Regions from separate parts of the Sus scrofa genome. Here regions 1, 2, 3 and 4 are each linked to region 5. A link is a contact called in public HiChIP or PLAC-seq and promoter capture Hi-C data. All regions are on one chromosome and are shown on one strand. The core of a region is the stretch at or near the end of the contact, and the rest is flanking DNA. Distances in the headings are between cores, read along the strand shown. Region 1 holds the start of CCM2 (cerebral cavernous malformations 2 protein). Region 2 holds the start of POLM (DNA-directed DNA/RNA polymerase mu). Region 3 holds the start of MYL7 (myosin regulatory light chain 2, atrial isoform). Region 4 has its middle 18 kb from the start of POLM. Region 5 holds the start of NUDCD3 (nudC domain-containing protein 3).

Region 1 (2,700 bases), core at 39-2,538, 310 kb before region 5:
AGAGCAAAACTCGACCTCTGCGGGCCTACCGTGAGTGAGCCTGCTGTACCATGAAACACGGTTTTTGCTTTTACTTGATACCCCAAAATTGAAGTCAACTCAGCAGCAAATGTTTCTCCATTACCGTACACCCCATTTTCTCAAAGATACTAACCCTGGAAAACTTTCTGGCCCATAACCAGGGCCAGCTCCTCTGCAGCCCCTGGTCACTGACCCGCGGGGAAGGCCATGTGGACAGCCTGGGTTTGGGGCAGAGTTACTGACCGGAAGGGGCGGAAAGGCGTGGCTCCTTCCTCCCCCGCGCTCCCGGCCGGCAAAGGACCACCTAACCCCATTGTCCAGGGGCTCGCCTCGTACTCCATCGCGCAGAGACCGACTCCCACGACCCTGTCCGGGACTGACCGTGGACTGTCCACCGGGGGGCCCTGGCCTGCCCGCCACGCTCACCCCAACCGCGGGTGCCTCCGGGCCTCTCCACGCCGGACTTCCAACCTGGGGCCTCTCCACGCCGGACTCCCGCCCGGGACCTCCCTGTGCCTGGCCTCCCCACGCCGGAGTCCACACGCCAGACTCCCGTCCCGGACCTCCCCACGCCTCGCCTCCCCACACTGAACCTCCCAAATCAAAACTCCCCTCCACGGACCTCCCGAAACCAGACTTTCCCACGCCCCGCACCGGCAGACCGACAGGCGGCCCCGAGCGACCCTCCCGCGTCCCCCTCACTCCCCCCCTAGTCCCAGCCCCAGACCCTCCGCCTTCCGCCAGCCTCCTGCCTTGGTCGGGGGTCCAGCCCACCCCGCGCCCGGCCCTCGGGAGGACGCGCCCCGCAGCCTCACCTTCTTGCCCTTCTTGCTCTCTTCCTCCATGTCGCCGCGAGCGGCCCCCGCGGCCCGGCCCGCCCCGGGAGCCCCGCGCCGCCCGCGGCCGCTACATGCTCGCCCCGGCCCCGCGGCCGCCGCCGCTCCTGCGCCGCTAGCCTGGCCGCAGTCTCCTCCCGCGGCCGCCAGGGGCCGTCCGCGCCCTGCACCCCGCACCCCGCACTTCCGGACCGAGGGCGCAGCCCCGCCCCCGCGACCACGCCCCGCCCCGCGCGCGCACGCCCCCTCGGCCCACACGCTCCGCCCCCAGCCCTTCCAGGCGGCCGAGAACGCGCCTGCCCTGCCCGCCCCTTTCAGGGCCGCGGGAGCGCGCCTGTCGCGCCCCTGTCCCACCCCACGCCCTTCAGGGAGGGCCTGCAGCCCGCGCCCACAAGCCCGGCGCCTCAGGGCCGCACGAGCGGCTCCAGCGTTTCAATTCTGCCGCCATCTTTTGGGCAGCCAACTTCCCAGCCTGCCTCACGCTCAAGCAGATTAGGCTCAGGCCGCCAAGAAACGGTGGGCGGGGCCGGCGGGAGGGGCGGGGCCTGTGGGAAGGTGAGGACGGGAAGTGGGGGTGTGGGGGCTCTGGGAGGGGCTGGCGAGAGGGGGCGCGGTCATCGGAGGCGGGGCTGCGGACCGGAGTGGTTGGCGGGAGTGGGAGGGCGGGGCCTGCAGGAAGGTGAAGGCGGGAAGACCTGGGCGGGGCTGCTCGAGGAGCGGGGCCTCGGGGAAGGGGCACAGGACCACTCCCTTTCCTTTCTCCCTTTGCCCTTCTTTCGTGTGGGTGCAGTGAAACTTTTTGCTAAGACTTCCTGTGTTTCAGCGTCAGCCTTCCTTAGACAAACACGTTGGGAAAGTTTAAATGCAACAGCGAGTACGTCCGGACCCTACCAGAATAAAATGTAGAACGGGAGTTCCCTTCGTGGCTCAGTGGTTAACGAGTCCCACTAGGAACCATGCGGTTGAGGGTTCGATCCCTGCCCTCGCTCAGTGGGTTGGGGATCCAGCGTTGCCCTGAGCTGTGGTGTAGGTTGCAGACGTGGCTCGGATCCCGTGTTGCTGGGGCTGTGGTGCAGGCTGGCGGCTACAGCTCCGATTAGATCCCTCACCTGGGAACCTCCGTATGCTGCGGATGCGGCCCTAGAAAAGACAAAATGAATAAATAAATAAAACCTAGAACCTTTTTTTTTTTTTTAATGGCACATAGAGGTTCCCAGGCTAGGGGTCGAAATGGAGCTACAACTGCCGGCCTACACCACAGCCACAGCCACGCAGGATCTGAGCTGTGTCTGCGACCTACACCACAGCTCACAGCAACACGGGATCCTTAACCCACTGAGCGAGGCCGGAGATCAAACCTGCAACCTCATGGTTACTAGTCGCATTGGTTTCCTCTGCACCACAAAGGGAACTCCCACACACAGAACCTTAATAGTCACCTAGAAATAACAGCCACCTTTTACCGATGAGGTCCAGAGAGATGGTTTGCCCAAAACACACTGTGAAGTGGAGTCAGCAGCAGCAGGCCCACTGTTTTGCCACCAAACAGCTGCCAGTAAGAACCCTGCTGTTCAACTAAAATGTAAACTGATACCAAACAAAACAATATTTGTCTCGACTGGTTAACTTTTTAGAGTGTTAGATCCTGTGCCAGGGGTCAATGGTCTCTCTCTCGGCTCCCATCGTGGGATGGAGCTGGGCCCTTTGAGCTGTCCTCCCTTGCCAGGCGGCCCAGTGTGAAGCTTTGCGGGTAGAAACTGCAGGGAGGCAGTGCAGGAGGAAGGAGCTTTACTGCCTGGTTCCAGTGAGCTTTCTGAAAAAGCACCTGCAGAAAGAGGCCTCT
Region 2 (2,700 bases), core at 86-2,585, 320 kb after region 5:
TGAGATTCATCTTGGAAAAATGCAAGCTCATACATCTGGGTACAGCTAATCCAAACACAGCCTGAGAGAGCCACAGTGCGGAGCAGGGGGGCGGACTGCCACCCGCAGGGCAGCCGAAGGGGCCCAGCCAGGAGGTCACCTCTGCACAGCCTCTGATTCTTGCTTGTTTTTTAGGGCCGCACCTGTGGCATATGGAAGTTCCCAGGCTATGCGTCGAATAGGAGCTGCAGCTGCCGGCCTACACCACAGCCACAGCCGTGCAGGGTCCAAGCTGCATCTGCGAACTACACTGCAGTCCTTAAGCCACTGAGCAAGGCCAGGGTTCAAACCCATGTCTTCATGGATACTAGTCAGGTTCCTTATTGCTGAGCCGCAGTGAGAACTCCCTACAGCCTCTGATTTTTGTGGAGGCGGGGGTTGGCTTCAGTGTGGGCAGCGGGAGGCTGGGGACTTAGACATCTGGGAACCCCAAGCCAGGTTTATTGGAAATAGAGGGCTGAGGTCTCGCTTCCCAGCTGGCCGGGCAGTGACCTGGTGGTCCAGGGAGGGGAGGGGAGGAGCATGCCTACCATCAGTGCCGTGGCCTTGCCCACTGGTGCCCAGGCCTCCACTCAGTGGGCACTGAGGATCTCCCTCCTCCCTCAAAGACCTCCCTGGGCCTGTGGAAAGCCCTGTTTTCCTCTGTTCTGCAGTCTCTCAAGACCACACGGGTTTGATCTGGATTCCGGCAACCCGAAGAAGCACCGAGGCACTGTAGGTAGGTCAGACATCCTTTTATTGGCTTCGAGAGCCGTGGTGAAGTCCCTGCCACCTTTTTTACTGGTACAGAACAAAGCCAGCAATTTGCTGAGGCGTTACTCAAGGGGCGGTGGTCATCGGGTTCTATGGCCCGTGCACACGCAGAGCTATGATTCTATACTAGCTGCTGTGGCACTTCCCCATCGGAACATGGTGGCAGGCAGAAAGGGCCTGCGTTATCCCATTCTCCCCACATCCTCATTTTTGCAAGTTGCCCAGTGTTTTAAGGATTCAGATGTGATGGGTCCTTCAGGTGTGATGGGTCTCTCCCCAGGAGAGAAACCAGGTGCCCCGGATGAAGAGGAACAGAAGTGGTGGCAGTCCCGTCGTGGCTCAGCAGAAGCAAATCCGACTCGTATCCATGAGGACACAGGTTCCATCCCTGGCCTTGCTCAGTGGGTTAAGGATCTGGCATTGCTGTGAGCTGTGGTGTAGGTCGAAGATGAGGCTCGGATCCCGAGTTGTCGCAGCTGTGGCATAGGCTGGCAGCTACAGCTCCGATTCAACCTCTAGCCTGGGAACCGCCATATGTCACAGGTGTGGCCCTTAAAAAAAAAAGAGGGACAGGAATGGCTTCAGGGGATAGACAGCAGCCCCCTGAGGAGAGGCAGAAGCCACAGACTGGGAACTCAGTTCCGAGAACCCCTTCCAGGGACCCTGGGCGCTCTTCCTTCTCCGATGGCAGGAGAAATGAGCACAGGAAGTGAGAGAGGTGCCACATCCAGGGCTCCTGGCTTTGAAGTGGTGTCCTGGGCCCAGGAGGGCCGGTTGGGAACTGATGCGGAGGCCCATCTGCCTCCCTCAGCCACCTGTCCACCGACAAGAGCAGGACCCCAGGGGAGAAGATTTGGGCAAGTGGTGGGACCAGGGGTGACATGGTCTAACAAGGTGATTGCAAAACCTAGAAAGAAACATGGGAACCCTCAGTATGGTCTAGATGTCAGCTTTCCCAACCTGATCTAGGGACTCAGCACAGTACCAGTTCTTGGAAAAGCAACTGCTGGTGAGGTTTTTGTTGTCATTTTGCTGGATACGGTGGTCAAATTGGCTTTCCAAAAGCCCCTCCTACAAACTGCCAATTCCCTCACACCTTTAAAAGGTGAGGTCAATTTTGTAAACACCCGGTAATGTGACAGGTGAAGATACTCTCATTTGAACTGGCCCTTCCCTAGGGATTGGACAGGTGGGGCAGTATTTCATCTGTGAAATGCCTACTGGTGTTCTTGCTCTTTGCCTTTCCCTCATTTATCTTAGGACAATTTCATAATTACAGGAATTGGATTTAAATTCAAAATGTGTTACGCTCTTCCCCCATTTGCCTTTTAATTTTAAAATACATTTTAAATTTGTGTGTAGTCAAGTGTATCGTCCTTCTCCTTTGGGTCTCCAGGTTTATTGTGATACTTAAGACTATAAAAACATTCACCGACGCCGCAGTACATTTGTTGTTTCGTTTTTAGAGTTGAATGTTTGATCCATCTGGATTTTATTTCAGTATTAGGCACTGAGGGAGGGAGCCAACTTCTACTTTTCCAAATGGCCGGCCAGTCGTCCCAACGCCATTCGACTGAAAAGACTTTAAAACCCTTCCCGGGGCTTGAAGCGGCCGCTCCCCCAGCTCACTCCAAGCTCGCGTGTCCGCCGGGGCCCGGGTTCAGGGACCCCGCGCCGCCAGGTTTCTGCGGCCCACCGGCCCAAGAGCCCTGGTGCAGCGCGACCCAGTCGGAGGGGGCGAACAGCAGGGCCTGGGGCCGATACGCCCCTCGGCTGAGAACGGATCCCTCTCCTACCCGCCCAAGATCGACCACCAAACCCCCGACACCGCCTTGCAATTTCCCCTGCTGCCCTCCGAGGACGAACCCCGACGCCCGCCTGGAGGTTTCCCCAACCTCTAGCCTCCTC
Region 3 (2,700 bases), core at 107-2,606, 270 kb after region 5:
CCTGGCCCAGGAACTTCCAAATGCTGCGGATGTGGCCATTAAAAAAAAAAAGAAGTCACATGATTTCTAGGGGCCTTCCTGATGCTCCTGAATGAAATGCCTATTTTGAGCGGGCCAGCCCAGGGTCTAAGACCACCTTACACAAAACCCCAGTCGCGTATGAACACATATTTGCAAGATTTTAAGGTACACTCACTTTTCAGCGAGAGGAACCACCCAGCAAACCTGGAATGACCGCGTCGTTTTATTTAGAACTTCAGCCAAAGTTGTGATTTTGAATCACTTCCGTTGTTTTCCGGTTTGCCTCATGTGGAAACACTTGCCATCTTTTTAGTTCTCTCGAGTCTAAATTACGCATCTGAAGTTTGTGCAAGCGTCTGATGACTTCATTAGCAGTACGCGTGTTCCAGCGCTCACAGTGCTGCAGCTCATTTCGCCATCAGTTATGTCCCGGCCAGCCTGTAGGTTACGGTTCAGGGCATTGTGTTGATTTTTTAAAATTCTCTGTGGAGATGGGGTATATAGCTGATGAATTTTATTTCAGGAGAGTAAAAGAGGCATTGTGAAATACTTACCTATTATACAAAAGGGACATTAGGACTGACTGATGAGAGCTCTGCTGGCCTTCCTGCCTTCCTTACCCCCAGGGCCAGAGGGGCAGCAGTGGGCCCTCTCCTAGTCTGGGCTCAGGGGGCAGCCAGTGGCCTGCTCCTTCTGCTCTGGATGGTCCCCAGCCTCCCAGCCCTTCTCTGCCCTGGGCTGGTAAGGAGCTGCCAGCTGCTGCTCCGGCACAGCGGACGGAGCCCGGGCCCCACGCTCCGTGGGTGAGTCCCCCAAGAAGGGCTCATAACCCACTTTCATGGGGTCCGAAGGGATGTTTGGGGTCCAGGCAGCGCTCCGTGCTCCGAAAGCATCACACGGAAGTTCTGTTTGGGGTCTCAGCCAGCTCAGGGTGGCTGCCCCTTGGTCAGAGGGGCCAGCGGCCAGGGCCAAGCGTCTTGAGCCAAACCTCTGGGAGTCCCTGGGGGGTGGGGGTCTCAGGTCAGAAAGCATCCTCAGAACCACCCACTGCCCTACCCTGGGCCCTCCCCCGCTGTCCTCTTGGCCTGGGCAGGTGCTGGACTGAAATCACAGGGAGGACAGCCGATGGGGGTCACGGGGGACCCCTCATTCAGCACCCGAGTTGTGAGAGTTGTGAGCCTTCTCTCTCTCGGGAGGCACTGCATCCAGTGCTGCTGGGATGGGTGGACACCCGGATGTCACACGTCGGGGCCTGAAAGTCGCCAGGAACGTGGCTGGAATCTGCTCGGGGGCCCTGTCCTCCCCCAGCCCAAGCCGAGGCTGCCAAGTTTGGGCCTGTCCTCTCCTCCTGTCCTTATTTGGTGCTTCAGGTGATAAGGCTGAAACATAAAGGGGGCTGTGGGCCCCTTGCAGCAACCCGGCTGCTGCAGAGAGAAGATGGTGAGTGCCAGGTGGGGGGGGGGTCTCAAGGCCAGTGGCCTCCCAGGTGCTGTCCTGGGGGCTGGGGGTGCAGTGTGCCAGGGGCTCCTGTGCCTGTGGTGGGCCCAGAGAGGTGGTCTCTAGGGACAGAAAGAGGACCTTGACCCCGGCTCTCCTGGGACACTCTGGGGATCTATCTCCCTGGCAGGGAGTCTTTGGGGAGCTGGGAAAAAACCCCTCCCCATCCACGGTATTGCAGGCCAGCAGAAAGGCGGGGACCCGGAGCAAGGCCGCGGCCACCAAGCAGGCCCAGCGAGGCTCTTCCAATGTCTTTTCCATGTTCGAGCAAGCCCAGATCCAAGAGTTCAAGGAAGTGAGTCCCCCCACCCCCCCAACAGCCTGGGACCTGTCCTGGGCTACCTGCCCCACCTACACTCCCTGTCCTCTGTGGGTCAGTGGTCCTGGCCCCTGTCCTTGCTCTGCTCACCATGCGGGTCTCCCCCACCTCTCACCTCCCCTGGGGTGGGGGCTGCTCCCACCTGGAGACTGAGGCCCCCACCTCACAGGCCTTCAGCTGCATCGACCAGAACCGTGATGGCATCATCTGCAAGTCAGACCTTCGAGAGACCTACTCCCAGCTGGGTAAGTGCACCCCTCTCCCACCGGCCCTGCGCGGCTCAGGCCAGGACCCAGTGCTGCAGGGCTGTGGCGGGGAGCCTGATGAGAGGGCCAGCCTCCTGTCGATCACTGCCCCTGCCCGTCCTCCCCTTCCTGCTCACAGCTCCCTCTTCCTCTCACACCCCTCCCCCATCACACCTTCCTCCCCCTCCCCCACCAGAGCTGCCTCTCACCTGCTCCCAGTCTGGGGAGGGGGGGGAAGGAGGGTGGAAGGGGACGGAGGCTGGGCCCTACTCAGGGACACTCAAGCTTCCTGTGTCCATCTCCCTCCCCGCCCGCACCCCCAGGGAAGGTGAATGTTCCAGAAGAGGAGCTGGATGCCATGCTGCAGGAAGGGAAGGGGCCCATCAACTTCACCGTCTTCCTCACGTTGTTCGGGGAGAAGCTCAACGGTGAGCCTGGGGCAGGTCTGGCCCCCCTGGCTGGGCAGCGAGCTCGAAGCCCACCTGGACCTGTCCTGACTTCCACCCAGACCCCATCCAGACCCCACCTGGCCCTTGCTGCCCCAGAGGGGGTGGGGCCCACCCCGGGTGGGGCCCACCCCTGCATTCCAGACCCCTGGGCACTGGTCACCCCAAGTCT
Region 4 (2,700 bases), core at 35-2,534, 340 kb after region 5:
CTCCTCATACACATAGAGTTAAAAGCTGTCTGGGTAGAATTAACACCTGAAGGAAGACCAGAATTTTCTTTAAAAATCTGAAATCGGTTATAATAATCATGGGCACATTCATTAAGTTTTTGTGTGGAAACCTGTATTTTGTTCCAATCAACAGGCTTTGGAAAAGCTGTAGGAATTGCCCCATGAAGTTGCCTAGCAGTTGCCTGAGCCTGATCCTATATTAAGTTAACAGGCTGGAGGCCTTTCAGGATTTCCCCAGTTAGTGGTTTTCATCCAGTGCTGGCCTGGCCTTCACCATCAAGCATAGGAACTAGCTGATAGAAGTCAGACAAACCAGTTTCTGAGTTTGAATGACTGTATTAAATTCCTCAGCACATCTGTGAGGATCTTTGGTTACTTTGGAAAAATCTTTGTCTGTGGCTCACAGTTCAGCTTTCATCCAGGGGATATACAAAATTAAGGTTTTAGTTTCTTTAGGATCCTCAGAAGGCTTAAATTTAAAGAGACAGGCTCTGATAGGTTCAGAGGAAAAGTGGGGAGAGTTTGAGAGAAAAAAGGAAATTCAGAGAGAGGATTAGTGTAGGGGAACTGGGGGCTCTAGAGCAGGTGTAGGTGGGGTGGGGTAGAAGAGGGAGATGGCCCAGAGGTGGGCATCAGCACGTGGGGCTCAGGGAAAGACAGGATGGTGTGGGAGGCGAACCGGAGACAAGCTGAGGAGGAAGAGCCTGAGGCTCTGGGAACCACATCATCTTTTAAGTCATTTGTTTGCCCCAGTCTCCAAGTCTTATTTTGCATAAAATCAATTTTAGGCTGCTGATCATGTTTGGAAGCCTCAAGCTACCAATCCAAATAGGCATTCCATTCAGTTAGGGAAATTTTAGGGCTCTGGTTGTCCACTTTGGTCTTAAGAAAAATAGGTTTGAACAGTTAAAAAATTCCCCATCATGGCCATTGACATGCTAAATTGCCTTTGGTTAGGCTGGTCCATTTGGTTAGAAATTCTCAGAAGGAATGACTGCAGTTTTTCAACATAATATCGGCCAGAGTCCCTGTGGTGGGGAGGTGCCCTCAAAATATTTAGGTAACTGGGATCTCATTTCTCAGAGGTCTTTCTCTAAGAGAATTTTTAAAAAGCCTAAACAGCTCAAGCAGCTTACAGCTTAAACAGCTTATAGCTCAAACAGTTCAAATATCTCAAACAGCCTGCTGGCCTAACACCAGCCAGTTCTAAAGGAACAGGTTGGTCCTAGCAGAGCCAGCAGATGGCATCTCAGCAGTGTTCCCATAGAACAACCCCTATTCCAAAGGAATGGCCTGAAGGCTGAACTGGCACAGTTCCAATGAAATATAGCCTCTGTTCCCAAAGGAATGGGCTGAAGGCTAGCCGGCTCCAATTGGAGCAGTCTGATTTCAAAATGAGACTGAAATTCCAAATGAGTACTCAAGTACAGAACAGGGCCTTAACCAGAAAGGATAAAAAATAGATCCCAGCTAAAGCTTGGGAGATGCCAGCTAAAGCTTGGAGAGATTCAAAATGCAGAGGGTGGAGGCTCAGACCCAGGAGAAAGAAATACTTTTGAATTCCAGGATCAATGAGGAAATCAGTGAGCAGCAGTGGCCTTTCATGCGCACTGCACCTGTTCACTTACCAGCCTGTTGGGGGTCTCCTCTGGATCCCTGTGCAAGTCACCAAAGTGTTGGAATAAAAAAACTGCCAGTTATTTCTTCCACAAAAATGGGTTTATTTGAGATCAGCAGAGAACTGCAATTCACAGTCTGCCATCATGGCGAGCCACATGCAAGTCCCCACGTGGCAAGGGAAGCAGGGGGCAGGGGGACCGTAGGACACAGAGTCCACGTTTTTTTCATTGGCTGAGTTGTTGCCAGGATAGAGAATGTTTCTTCTTCCTGTTGGGCTCTGCTGTGGCTGCAGGGCATAAGAGCTCCCCCTTCTGGTCTCCCCACTCTTAATTGAGTGTTTTGTTTATTAACTTTTTACAGAGCTCTCCTAGCTCTGTGGTCCTGGGCCAGAGGTCTCTGGCTCCTCTCCTGTGAGTAAGAACTGAATGGAGCTTTGTTTCTGGGCTTGTTACTGAGCCTGGGTAGATGGCAAGGGCTTTGCACAATATGTCCAATTCGACTTCTAGCCCTGGGGTCTCTGAGCTCAGAGGTGGAGTCTGGGTCTTGCCTGCTAGGAGTCTTTGCGGGGGCACTAAAGGGTGTTCCAGGGGCATCTGGAGCCAGAGGTAGCCGAGGAGTAGGGAGGTGGGAGAAAGAGGACCTCCAGTGCTGACCTACCACCTCCTGCTGGGTTAGGCCCACATCTCCCAACCAGACTGCCTGTCTCTGCCTTTTTGCCTTTAAGTCTGGTTTCAAAAGTCTGAAAAGCAGGTCACATGGTATCTGTCACTCCTGGCTCAAAGCCATCCAGCAGTTCCCCACACCTCAGTAAAGCCAAAGTCCTCACCATGGCCCCCAGGGCCCTAGCATTTCTGTTTTCACCCATGCCCCCACTGGCCTTAGCTCCTACACTGCCCACCCTGAACCCCGCCCCAAACCCTACTGCCCTGTGATAAGCCGGGTGCATACCTTCGTCACTGCTCTCCCACTTGAACTGTCCCAGATACCCTCACCCTCCTCCTGAGTGGGGCTGGCTGCATGGTATCCTCTGCTCCTCAAATCTCCAGGTGTGCTCTCGCC
Region 5 (2,700 bases), core at 102-2,601:
AAGCATAGTCCACTCCACATAATATACTGAAGATTATTTATTTTGCCTTTTAGGGCTGCACTGAGACATATGGAAGTTCCAAGGCTAGGGGTCGAATTGGAGCTGCAGCTGCTGACCTACACCACAGCCACAGCAATGCAGGATCCGAGCGGCATCTGTGACCTATACCACAGCTCATGGCAACACCGGATCCCTGACCCACTGAGCGAGGCCAGGGATTGATGGATACTAGTTGGATTCGTTTCCACTGCATAAACAGGCCATAAAAGGAACTCCCTGAAGACTCTTTAGAGTCTTCAATAATTTTTTTTTTTTTTTTTTTTTTTTTTTTTTTTTTTTTTTGGCTGCTTTCAGCATGTGGAAGTTCCTGGGTCAGGGATCAAACCCTTGACACAGCAGCAACTCCAGCGACAACTCAGGATCCTTAACCCGCTGCACCACAAAGGAAACTCCTTCAACAAATTTTAAGAGTGTAAATGGGTCCTATGTTCGAAAAGTTTCAGAACCACTGCTCTAGGACAATTTATCCGAGCTTGACTATTTACAATTCATTAGAGCCCATACACTATGAAGATATGTGTTAACTTGCAGATTTCAGGCCAGCAGAGATGCAAGTCATCTCTATCCACTAGAAAAGATAATCCACATCATTTTGTAGGACACCAGCCAGCTTTGTATCCAACCTGGCAATCTTACTGTTTTTTTCAAAATGTTTATAAATACCCAGTTTCTCCAAAAGCTTCTCCAAACACTGGTTACTCAGTTAAACTGTATAAATTTTTGACATGTGTTCATTATGTATTTGTCCGAGGGTTATGTTTTCTGTTTTAAGATTATGCTTTGACACACACCTAGGATACATATACATGCTGTGCGTACGTATACTATGCATACACAGGGACATACCACACACACATGTACATATAGGTGTATTTCACAGGAGGGCACACCAGATGATTCTGCACCTTGCTCTTTCCATTTAATATGCGCGAATGCACTCACTTTACATTCTTTTGATTTAGGCACATCACAACGCATTTCACCCACGGCTCTGTCATTAACAGGGCACATACCACCCGCACGCTGGCATTTTCCTCTTCTGACGCGCCAGCAAAAGGCTCTCGGCTCGTGTGGTCCCGCCCGTAACCTGGGGCTCGGGACACCCAGTCGGGAACGGGCCCGCAGACCAGGTGACAATGCCGAGGATCAGGTGACACTGCCCACACTACACCTCTTCCGCCCGTTGCCAACATGGCCGCTAGGCGCCCGCAGCTCGGCCGCCCCAGGCTCTCCTGCGCTTCGCGGCGCACAGCGGCCCCTCGGCGACAGCCCCAGGCCGCCACGGCGCCCTGGGGGCGGGGCCTGCGGCAAGTCCCTCCGGCGCAGCCGGGCTCAGCCCCACGGGCGGGGGGGCGGGGGGCGAACCAGCGCGGACCGGAAGTTTCACGGGCGCGCTGGCAGCCGGAGCCGTTACCGCAGGGCACCGGAAGTGGCCGTAGGCCGGCGTCCGGGCCGCGCCCGCAGTGAGTGAGCGTCCCTCCGGCCGGCGACGCCATGGAGCCCGGGGCGGCCGAGCTATACGACCAGGCCCTGCTGGGCATCCTGCAGCACGTGGGCAACGTCCAGGACTTTCTGCGCGTGCTCTTCGGCTTCCTTTATCGCAAGACGGACTTCTATCGCCTGCTGCGCCACCCGTCGGACCGCATGGGCTTCCCGCCGGGGGCCGCGCAGGCGCTGGTGCTGCAGGTAACGCGCGGCGGGCAGGCGGCTCCGGGTGGGGTTGGGGGAGCCGTGGCAGCCCGCCCCCGCCGCCCGCCAGCCCGTCCCCCCCTCCCGCCAGCCGAGTCCCCGTGGCTCTTGAACCCCGCGGGAGCCGAAGAGCCCCGCGAGCCGCCGCTCTCTGCGCTCCCGGCCTCCGTTCATCCTCTGGCGCTCGGACCCGCCTCCTTGGGCCGCGGCTTCACCCGGGAGGCGGATGGAATATCAGATTACTCCTGCGGGAGAGGGGCTAGCGCTCGAGTAGCCTGGTCTGACACTGGGTGCACTTGGGCATCAGAAGCAGTAGATGCTCAGGGTCCCGGTGTCTCCTGCAGCGCGTAATCTTTCGATGTGCCAGGGCCTGCCAGTTAGGAAATAAAAACAGTGCAGGCTGGACGCGGGAAGGCGGCGGTAGCACAGAGACCTGCACACCCTACCATGGAAGAGTAGAGGTGGAGCGGAGACTGTGGTTATTGATGGGTGTTGTCCGCTTGTTTGGAATGTGATTTCTCAGGTCAAAGACAGTCATGGTAGTAGTTAATAAGTTTACGTTTGAGTATATCCCAGGTTAAATCGATCGTATGTTCGAGGGGCTGGTAATACTTGTTCCCTGAAGTTGACTGGGTACGCGAATGTAATAAACAAGAATTTATGTGCGGATTGTATTTATACTCTCAGCTGCCACAGGCGTTGGTGGTGCACTGGTAATGTGGTTGGTTAAATACTCGTCTTTCTCCTTGGGCTACTGATGCTATAGTTAATGAGATAAAACACAAGTGACCAAGAACTATGCAAGGCCAGTTATGTGACAGAGTCCATGAGAAGGGAAGGAGCAGAAATGACGGTTTGAAAATGAAAAATTTAGTAGGGGAGGCGGGACTTTGATGGGATTGAAAGCAGCTGCTCAGGCAAGCATTGAGCTTGTTGGTGGGAACCTGAGAT

The links. Promoter capture Hi-C pulls out the DNA fragments that hold promoters and counts their contacts. HiChIP or PLAC-seq counts read pairs in DNA pulled down with a chosen protein or histone mark.
Region 1: a contact with region 5 is called in a promoter capture Hi-C map of fetal skeletal muscle, with 5 times the contacts expected there. The contact joins the promoter of CCM2 here to the promoter of NUDCD3 in region 5. A contact is called at or near these places in 3 of 5 promoter capture datasets (fetal liver, fetal skeletal muscle and liver) and 1 of 47 Hi-C or Micro-C datasets (liver).
Region 2: a contact with region 5 is called in an H3K27ac HiChIP or PLAC-seq map of alveolar macrophages. The contact joins the promoter of POLM here to the promoter of NUDCD3 in region 5. A contact is called at or near these places in 1 of 5 promoter capture datasets (liver), 5 of 47 Hi-C or Micro-C datasets (fetal skeletal muscle, heart right ventricle, mesenteric adipose tissue and 2 more) and 1 of 2 datasets of contacts at active chromatin or transcription factors (alveolar macrophages).
Region 3: an H3K27ac HiChIP or PLAC-seq map of alveolar macrophages shows a contact between it and region 5. The contact joins the promoter of MYL7 here to the promoter of NUDCD3 in region 5. A contact is called at or near these places in 1 of 5 promoter capture datasets (liver), 2 of 47 Hi-C or Micro-C datasets (embryonic fibroblasts and liver) and 1 of 2 datasets of contacts at active chromatin or transcription factors (alveolar macrophages).
Region 4: a promoter capture Hi-C map of fetal skeletal muscle shows a contact between it and region 5, with 4 times the contacts expected there. The contact joins the enhancer-like site here to the promoter of NUDCD3 in region 5. A contact is called at or near these places in 3 of 5 promoter capture datasets (fetal liver, fetal skeletal muscle and liver), 6 of 47 Hi-C or Micro-C datasets (alveolar macrophages, fetal skeletal muscle, mesenteric adipose tissue and 3 more) and 2 of 2 datasets of contacts at active chromatin or transcription factors (alveolar macrophages and skeletal muscle).

The regions. Positions count from the first base shown.
Region 1 is chr18:50,449,154-50,451,853 of Sscrofa11.1, forward strand. CCM2 (cerebral cavernous malformations 2 protein) reads right to left here and starts at 1,289. Exons shown (of 10, transcript XM_021079071.1): 1 at 837-1,289. The coding sequence starts at 866. It overlaps LOC100739791 (a long non-coding RNA gene), which reads left to right and starts at 1,359. Exons shown (of 6, transcript XR_002340445.1): 1 at 1,359-1,373.
Region 2 is chr18:51,076,510-51,079,209 of Sscrofa11.1, forward strand. It overlaps POLM (DNA-directed DNA/RNA polymerase mu), which reads left to right and starts at 1,336. Exons shown (of 11, transcript XR_309140.3): 1 at 1,336-2,700.
Region 3 is chr18:51,025,080-51,027,779 of Sscrofa11.1, forward strand. It overlaps MYL7 (myosin regulatory light chain 2, atrial isoform), which reads left to right and starts at 1,357. Exons shown (of 7, transcript XM_003134885.4): 1 at 1,357-1,461; 2 at 1,700-1,813; 3 at 2,007-2,082; 4 at 2,406-2,510. The coding sequence starts at 1,459.
Region 4 is chr18:51,094,232-51,096,931 of Sscrofa11.1, forward strand. It overlaps the pseudogene LOC110257529. Among named protein-coding and RNA genes, the nearest start is that of POLM, 18 kb to the left of the region's middle. Within about 2 kb of position 1,285, at least 32 of the 83 cell types and tissues checked have an H3K27ac peak or open chromatin away from gene starts, as enhancers often do. A contact at or near this core is called in fetal liver, fetal skeletal muscle, mesenteric adipose tissue and 3 more, where this site is marked.
Region 5 is chr18:50,757,718-50,760,417 of Sscrofa11.1, forward strand. NUDCD3 (nudC domain-containing protein 3) reads left to right here and starts at 1,352. Exons shown (of 6, transcript XM_003134880.6): 1 at 1,352-1,746. The coding sequence starts at 1,555.